3 separate regions of the Mus musculus genome follow, and regions 2 and 3 are each linked to region 1. Evidence: chromatin contacts called from public HiChIP or PLAC-seq data. All regions are on one chromosome and are shown on one strand. The core of a region is the stretch at or near the end of the contact, and the rest is flanking DNA. Distances in the headings are between cores, read along the strand shown. Region 1 holds the start of Zfp984 (zinc finger protein 984). Region 2 holds the start of Zfp982 (zinc finger protein 982). Region 3 holds the start of Fbxo6 (F-box protein 6).

Evidence for each region. HiChIP or PLAC-seq counts read pairs in DNA pulled down with a chosen protein or histone mark.
Region 2: a contact with region 1 is called in an H3K27ac HiChIP or PLAC-seq map of embryonic stem cells, with 29 times the contacts expected there. The contact joins the promoter of Zfp982 here to the promoter of Zfp984 in region 1. A contact is called at or near these places in 2 of 39 promoter capture datasets (embryonic stem cells and erythroid cells), 4 of 484 Hi-C or Micro-C datasets (the G1E-ER4 cell line, embryonic stem cells and liver), 7 of 115 datasets of contacts at active chromatin or transcription factors (double positive thymocytes, embryonic stem cells and stem cell-derived neural progenitor cells) and 3 of 9 other capture datasets (adipose tissue, embryonic stem cells and liver).
Region 3: an H3K27ac HiChIP or PLAC-seq map of regulatory T cells shows a contact between it and region 1, with 6 times the contacts expected there. The contact joins the promoter of Fbxo6 here to the promoter of Zfp984 in region 1. A contact is called at or near these places in 3 of 115 datasets of contacts at active chromatin or transcription factors (effector CD8 T cells, memory CD8 T cells and regulatory T cells).

The regions. Positions count from the first base shown.
Region 1 is chr4:147,808,437-147,811,099 of GRCm38.p6, reverse strand. Zfp984 (zinc finger protein 984) reads left to right here and starts at 1,312. Exons shown (of 6, transcript NM_001127189.3): 1 at 1,312-1,432.
Region 2 is chr4:147,441,797-147,444,459 of GRCm38.p6, reverse strand. It overlaps Zfp982 (zinc finger protein 982), which reads right to left and starts at 1,346. Exons shown (of 5, transcript NM_001371348.1): 1 at 921-1,346. It also overlaps the pseudogene Gm13161 and the pseudogene Vmn2r-ps19.
Region 3 is chr4:148,150,726-148,153,388 of GRCm38.p6, reverse strand. Fbxo6 (F-box protein 6) reads left to right here and starts at 1,360. Exons shown (of 6, transcript NM_001163706.1): 1 at 1,360-1,447. It overlaps Fbxo44 (F-box protein 44), which reads left to right. Exons shown (of 6, transcript NM_173401.5): 6 at 1-590.

The sequences.
Region 1 (2,663 bases), core at 63-2,562:
GAGTTGACTTCCTAGCAAGAGTCTAATGAGACTTGGGTAAATCTCGAGTCTCCTTTCCCCAGCTTATACTGATATGCATGGGTGTCATAGAGTGTTACAGGGAACAATCAGGAAACCATTTATCAACAAACAGTGCAGTATGTATTGTAATTTTGTTCAAGTTTTCTTTCTTTCATCCTTTCTTTCTTTCTTTTCTTTCTTTCTTTCTTTCTTTCTTTCTTTCTTTCTTTCTTTCTTTCTTTCTTTCCTTCTTACTTCCTTACTTCCTTTCCTTACTTTTTTTTTTTTGACAAAGATCAAGACAGTTTTCCAAAGGAGTTTCTCTTTATTGTCTCACCCTTCAAGAAGTAAATAATATTGTGCCTTGACCTAACATCATTTTAATTCATCATTTTCTTTGATTGAGGCATCCACCTCCTCTACCTTTTCTTTAAGTCTGATAATCTGTCTCCCACAGGTTCTCTATGTATTATTTTTATTTGCCTTACTGCATTTTCTTTTCAGGATTTTTTTTTGGCATTTCTAAGCACTTATTGAAGTCAATTTTAATATTTTATATTGTCATTTCCTTCAGGAATCTGGTATTATTTTCTTGCCCATGATTTATTTCGTTTCTCTCTGAGTGAGTGGATTTACATGGTTTACAAACTTTAATGTCCTTGATCATGATTGTGGGTTTTCTATTCTTTGTCTTCGATATCAAATAAATTGTGCTCCTTATAGGATACCTATATGGTTTGCGGTTTGAGCCAAGGACATTTTATCTAAGTTATTGTTTGTTTTGGGTATCTGTTCTGAGCATCAGAATTCAAAGGGACTGCTTAATTGTGTGCATTTATAGCCCAGAGGAAAAGACTCACAATATGAGAAGTTAATATGCGTTGTATCTGAAGGGTTCAGAACCCAGGTGCAGTGTCCTACTACATCCAGTTCTGGTCTAGTCTGGCAGCAACCTTTTGAGGAAGCTGTGTAGAGTAGGTCCTGGGAAGTTTTGTGGAAGGCAGCCTGCAACAGAGTTGGAGGAGTGGTTCCTGCTGGGGAGGGTGGGCCTCCAGCCTGATTAGATGAGTTTAAGAAAAAGACAAATTAAAAGCAAAGGAACGAGCAAGCAAGCAAGCAAGCAAAAATTCAAAACACCAAACATTGCTGTGAAGAATTGGGAAGCTAATTAATTAAAAGGTCCCGAAGTAGGTAGGCTTAGAAGAATTGCAGGAAGCTGCTGAATATTGGGCGGGTCCAGAAGGCGGGGCTAGGCAGCATGAAGGGAAGTTCCGCGGTTTCATCTTTCTTCTTGCATCTCAGCTGCCTCGTGATCAGGAAGTTATGGAGGGAGACTAGCGCCTAGTATTTGCGGAACCTGAAAACTTTCTTAAGCAGCAGTTGTTGTGCTGGCCTCCTAGGACATTGAGCAGCTGGTCCTGTCACCTTCCAGGTCAGAGGAGCTGTTGGACTGGGGAACAGGCAGGAACTGGGCAGGCGTGTGGAGCAGGGGTGCATTTTCTGCCGCCATTCTCACAATTCAGTGTTTGCGGAACCTGAAAACTCCCTTAAGCTGCAGTTGCCCCTCCTAGGACATTGAGCAGCTGGTCCTGTCACCTTCCAAGTCAGAGGAGCTGTTGGACTGGGGAACGGGCAGGAGCTGGGCAGGGGCGTGGAGCAGGGGTGCATTTTCTGCCGCCCCTCTCACAATTCAGTGTTTGCGGAACCTGAAAACTTCTTTAAGCTGCAATTGCTGTGCTGGCCTCCTAGGACATTGAGCAGCTGGTCCTGTCACCTTCCAAGTCAGAGGAGCTGTTGGACTGGGAAATGGGCAGGAGCAAGGCAGGCATGTGGAGCAGGGGTGCATTTTCTGCCGCCACTCTCCCAATTCTGTTGTGGTATCTTACCATTATCAGGAAGTTTGAGATCCTGTGAATTGGGTTCATGGTGATGTTTTAATTAATTTTATGGGTGCCAGATTTTTTTTTTTTTAAATAACCCCGTAGATCCTTGGCCGTCTCTGGAGTTTGTGTATTGGGATGGTTGTCTTTGCAAAAGCCATAATAAAGCTCCTCAAATTCAAATTCATTCATGCTTTCTTAACTCCCTTGTTCCTCCATTTGCCATTTCGTTTCCCTTTCTCCAGGGAACTGGATAGGCATCCCTAGAGAGCTTTGTAGGTATTTGTCATATGGGGATCAGTGCAGATTTGATTGAATTCGAAAATATTCGTTATAAAGTACTGTTGAAAGACCCAAAAGGTGAGGACTCTCCCACGTTCTGACTCAGGAGAGGCAACACCCCAAATTACTGGAGAAACGGTTTTGATGCAAATTGCAAGAGGACTTTTATTTCAAGAGAGCTCTCAGGCCCACAGTCATAAACCATGCAATGCTAGAGGACTGTGGTATGCAGAGTAGCTGGGTAAGGGGGTATTTAAAGGAAGGAACCACAAGTCAAGGGGGTGGGGAGGGCGTTGTTGGAAAATACCAAAAATACCAGTTGAAAGTGGAAAGTCAAGACAGCTGTGTATGAGTCTCAATAACATTAGCACATTTGCATAGTGAGTTCCTGGAGTTGTCGGGGTGGGTCAAGGTGACTTTCTTTGAAAGCACAGCTTATAAGTGGGTGGATGGAGGAATGTTGCTATCTGCTTTATGATTAGCATACCTTGGGGGCATTGA
Region 2 (2,663 bases), core at 97-2,596, 370 kb after region 1:
TAGATGCATATAGGCCAGATCCATTCTCAAAGGGTCTCCATAGGCCAGAGATGTCAAAGGTGTATGGATGCAATAGTAATCTATGCTCTGTGATGGTGTGCCAATCCTCTGAACACTTCACGCACTAATAAACATGTGATGGAGAAAAGACATTATCACCGCTGGGAATGGTGGCCCACGCCTTCAATCCCAGCACTTGGGAGGCAGAGGCAGGGGAATTTATGAGTCCAAGGCCAGCCTGGTCTACAAAGTGAATTCCAGGACAGCCAGGGCTATACAGAGAAACCCTGTCTCAAAAAAACAAAAAAAACCCAAAGAAACAAACAAACAAAAAAAAACCAAACAAACAAACAAAGAACAACAAAACAACAACAAAAAGACAGTATCCTCATTGCAGCTTCCACAATCACAGGTCACTTTCAAACACTGGAACCCATAGAAGAAGGACTGTTTTGTTGAGCAGAGATGAAAGTGAAGCAGAGGCCAGCTCCCTGTGGTGCCAACTGCTCTGTGTCAAGTCGCAGTTTTGCTAACATCACTGACATGAGGGTGGGCAGAGCAGACTGCTCTTCTGAGGCCTCCTTTGCTGCACTGCCATCTAAACCATACAGAGGCGGTTCTACTCGAAGCGGTAAGGGATTGGATAAGGAATGTTGCCGTGAGGATCATGCATCTGGTGGAACACTTCTGCCAGGGCTGGTTCCTGGCCCGCTTCCCCCAGCAAACTCAAAGGAATCACTAAGTTTATGTCCCCCTAGAAGTGCCTTTCCCTTGCTAGTGTCATATGGCTCAGCTTTCCTTTTCCGATTTCGCAGGTCATTCTGCTTTTTCTCAGGAGTCTCTACTTCTTTATCACTCAAGGACCCCACGCTGCACAAACTCTGGTTGGAAGACACACTGTTGAGTGGTCCCTTACTTACACCAACTCCAGTGAACCTGGCCTCTAGTAATTCCTGCCTTCGTGGGTCCAGGCTATGCAGTTCTTCCATCTTTTCTGCCGCCGCTGCCGCTTCACTCTCCTCTCGGGAGGGGCCCCGACCCGACCCGGCTGCTGACCGCTCCGCTCTCCCCCTGTGCAGGCCCGGGGCGGAGCCGGGGCCTCTCCTGAGCGCCGCAAACCCGGCCCTGGCAGTCGCCGCCCCGCCGGGCTCCACAACAAGGCGGGCTGGGGAGAGGGGTCACGGAGGCCACAGATTCCCCGAGCTCGCGTATGTAGCCAGGAGGCTGATGCGTGCTCGGGCACCGGCGGCTGCCAGGGGGCGCGGGGCCGGCCTCCTGGAGCCGGACAAAGGCCAAGGGAGGCGCAGAAGGGTCTGGGTCGGGCCGAGAAGTGGGGGCCCGCTCGACTGGGGGCCACTCGGGTGCGGCGCGGAGGGCGGGGTGCGGGGTCGAAACCGTTAGTGCCCAGGACCCGCCTCCGGCCCCTTAATCCAGATCCACTCCTCAAGTGAGCTTTCTAGTAAGCTACCTGAGTTGGCTAAGTGGGTCCCCTTAGTAAGCTACTCCTTAATATTTCTGTTTCTCGGGGGGAGGGTATGGGGGACTTTTGAGATAGCATTGGAAATGAAAATGGGGAAAATATCTAATAAAAAATATTAAAAAATATTTCTGTTTCTCTAAGTCTGTCAGATGACCCCGGGGCAATAAGCTGAATACCAGTGCTCCAACATGTTGAAGTAAGGGACTGTCCAAGTGATCCGTGATCTCTGTAAATTGGCTAAGTTTTGGAAGCTGTGTTAGGCTTTCTTTATATTTTCAGTTAATATCAGTCATTCTTGGATTTCTGATGGGGTTGAAAAACTGCGTAGTCTCCTAGCCAACCCAGGTTTTTTTCTTTGAGAGGAACAGTTCTGAGAGGATGGTTTTAAGATGGCATTCAATATAAAGCCAAGATATATGCAGATGTAGAATTATAAGTCTTTTAAGTAAAGATACATGACAGAGGTTCTGTTTAATTAACAAAGATGATGGACTGGGTGTTAGGTCTCTAGTACTTTATAAATTACAAAATAATAATAGTTATGTTCAATTATATCTGAGATAAAATAGTCTTTTAATTGGACAGAAAGGAGGAAATGTTATGAATAGCCCCAGAGCTAATTATATTTGATGTTAATTCCATTCTCCTGTGATTTGTGAACAAGGAATGAGTCTGACTCAGGTGATTTCTTGTAAACCAGCTCCCCACCTAAATTTGTAAAATAAAGGAGAGCTGATAACTGGGCAGATAAAGGGAAGGTGGATCAGAAGGTGGCAGGAGACTGTCCCTTGATACTAGCTGGGGGCAGATGAGTTGGCTTCAAGGGAGTCATGAGAGCAGCAGAGCTGATTGTGATCCTCACCTTCCTAGCAGCTGAGACAGCAGGCCCTGCATCTCACAGCACAGTAGAGCTGTCCCTGCATATGGGGCTTGCAAGTGACGTAATCTCAATGGCATGAGCACAGCAGAGCTGGGTCTTCCTCGTGGGTGCACTGTTGTACCTCTGTTGAGAATTCTGTTTAGCTCTGTATCACATTTTTAAAATTGATTATTTGGTTTGTTGGTGGCTGACTTCTCGGGTACTTTATATATTTTGGATAGTAGCCCACTGTCATATGTAGGGTTGGTGAAGGTCTTTTCCCATTCTGTTATCTGTTGTTTTGTCTTATTTACAATATATTTG
Region 3 (2,663 bases), core at 111-2,610, 340 kb before region 1:
CTGCCTGTGTGTGGAGTTTCTAATGTCTGGGCCACCCTCCTCTCTAGCTCTCCAGCAAAGCTGCCCCTCTAAGGGTGCAGTGCCTGAGGATAGGCAGATACAACAGGTCTCCATACTTCTCATGCTTGCCTAGACCTGTTTCTACCCCTGACCTCTCTCCTTGTTCTCCTCAAGGGCCCTGGAGAGCAGGGACAGACAACATATCTGACAGGCTTGGGGACTGCCTTTAATGATGTCATAAGGCAGATCTAGGATAGAAGGCTCTGCTGGCCAGTCCTTAGCCTGGTGGTCAGCTGCTGTACGCTCTCTGCTTTGGCTTTAAAGTCAGGCCTGGTACCAGATAGGCAGGATCAGACTATCTTTGTCATCCTACCAATGAGTGCAGGACTCCCCAGAAGACTCCGGATGAGAGGCCAGATGAGGGGTAGGATGGACCAGGGTTTTGAGTGGAAGGACCTGGCCAAGTCCTCTGTGGCTTGAAGATGCCCCAGCCCCATCGGTGGGAGCGTCAATTCACACACTACCCCCTTGACCCTAGCACCACTCCATCCCTCCTGTTACATAGCCAAATAAAATGTTTCCAGCCTCTGTGTGCCCTGCGGCTTTTGGAGGGGAGGGTTGGTTCATGGACAATCCTGCCTGGCCCTAGAGAGGCAGGAGTGTGGCTGCAGTCCATGCTATAAAGAGGGGTTGAGCATTTCAGGAGTGTGGCCATGGCATCCCCCAGCTTAAGGGGCAGAGCCCTCAGCCCTATAGCCCTCATGCCCGGGAGTGCAATCCAAGGTGGCCATGCCAGGCTCTGCAGTCACCTTGACGAGAACTTTACTGATTTTTTGGTTGAGCCCAGCACGCAACAGATGCACAATGCTTGTCAAAGTTAATTATCTCACTCCAAAATAGAATAGATGGGTTAAGCTAGGATGGCTGACCTCCTGCCTTGAAACTCCACTTTCACTTGATAAATGCTTTGTGAGTTAATTTTCACTAGGACCAGAATCCTCAGAGAAACCCAGAAAGAGGTTGGACACGGAGTGGTGGCTCAGGCATTTAATCCCAGCCTCAGGAGGCAGATGCTAGTGGATCTCTTGTGTGTTCAAGGCCAGCCTGGTCTACAGAGTGAGCTCCTGGATAAATAGACTTAGTCTCAAGAAAACAAAACCAAAAACCAAACAAACAAAGCCAGAGGAGGTACAGCTCTGCCCCTCCCCATGGGTGGGGCAGATCCAGTCGCCTGTCTGGTAGGGACTAGATTCTAAGTAGCGCTTCCTTCGCTGGAGGAGGAAGCAGGCCCGAGGTGGGAGCAAGCTGCTGAACCGCTTGTCGCCTGGAGGGGGAGACGGAAGCCGGGGAAGCCCGGCCAGTGGAGCAGCAGCTTGGTGAGGGGGGGGGGGGATCCTAGAGCTCCGAGCTCACCATCTTCGCACCGACGCGGAAGGCCCGCTGGTCGGTGCGTGACGCCAGTGGGAAGACGGGGCGGGGCGAGGTGACAGAGGACCGGGTCGCCGAGGTCCAGGCCCAAGGCCCTGGAGAGCTGAGGCCCCCCTTCCTCCGGTGCCCAGGTCGCGGCCGCTGGGCAGCGGGGACCGCGAGTGGCCGGCGGGAGGGTGGGGCCGGGCGCAGGTCACGCGCTCGTGGGGAGACTTGGGAGGGGTGCGGCAGGTGCTCTCGAGTCCGGCGCCGGGACGCGGGGACGCCGGGCCTGCTGTAGGCACGCGAGGGTCCCGGACGGTGGCGACACCGGCTTCTCCTTGGGACGCCGGGCTTCAGGCGCTAGGGTAGGACGTCCGCTCGTGACCCAGCCGCAGCCTGGTGTGGATTTTACCCCTAAGGCACACCAGGGGCACTGTAGTCTCCCTGGCAAGGTGGCTTGTTTTGGGGGGGGAGAGTGACACTGGAGTGGAATGCCATCAGGACCACGGCAGGGGGAGACCCCCCACTCGGGACACAGTGACTCACCCGTGTAGGCAGCTTTTAGGAGTTGCCGACATCTTTTAATGCGCATAGTTTAAGATTGTTGTTGGTTGTCCTTTCCTTAGGATGGAGCCCAGGGCCTCCCAAGTGTTAGATAAGCATGCTACCACCCGGCAGCACCTCCCCCACCCCCACCCCCACCCCACCCCCGTGAGGGGGAGACATTTCTGCTCCTTCTGCCTGGAAGTTCACAGTCCTTCTAAATGAGTCATTGCCAGCCTTATTTACTTTTACTTTGTATTTTGAGACGAGCAAAATTGATTAGGCTGGGACAAAAAGTTCAAACTTTCCACCGAGTATCTGGGACTGTGAGGGCGTGCCTCCACTCAGGTTTGTTGTTTGGGCTTTTCTTTTCTTTCTTTCTTTTTTTTTTTTTTTTAAATCTTTTTTGTTTGTTTTATGAGACAGGGTTTCTCTGTGTAGCCCTGGCTCTCCTGGAACTCACTCTGTAGACCAGGCTGGCCTCAAACTCAGAAATCCTCCTGACTCTGCCTCCCAAGTGCTAGGATTAAAGGCGTGTGCACCACCACTGCGGGTTTATCATTTTGTATTTTGACACAGGACGTTTAAAAAACTGTAAGCATTTGAAAGACCCTGCCCCTCCCTAGCTAAGAATTTAAGCTGGCCCCATGTGATCCCTTTCCTTCGTGTAGTAAATATTCCGGAGAGCCAGAGTGTATTCACCCTCTTGT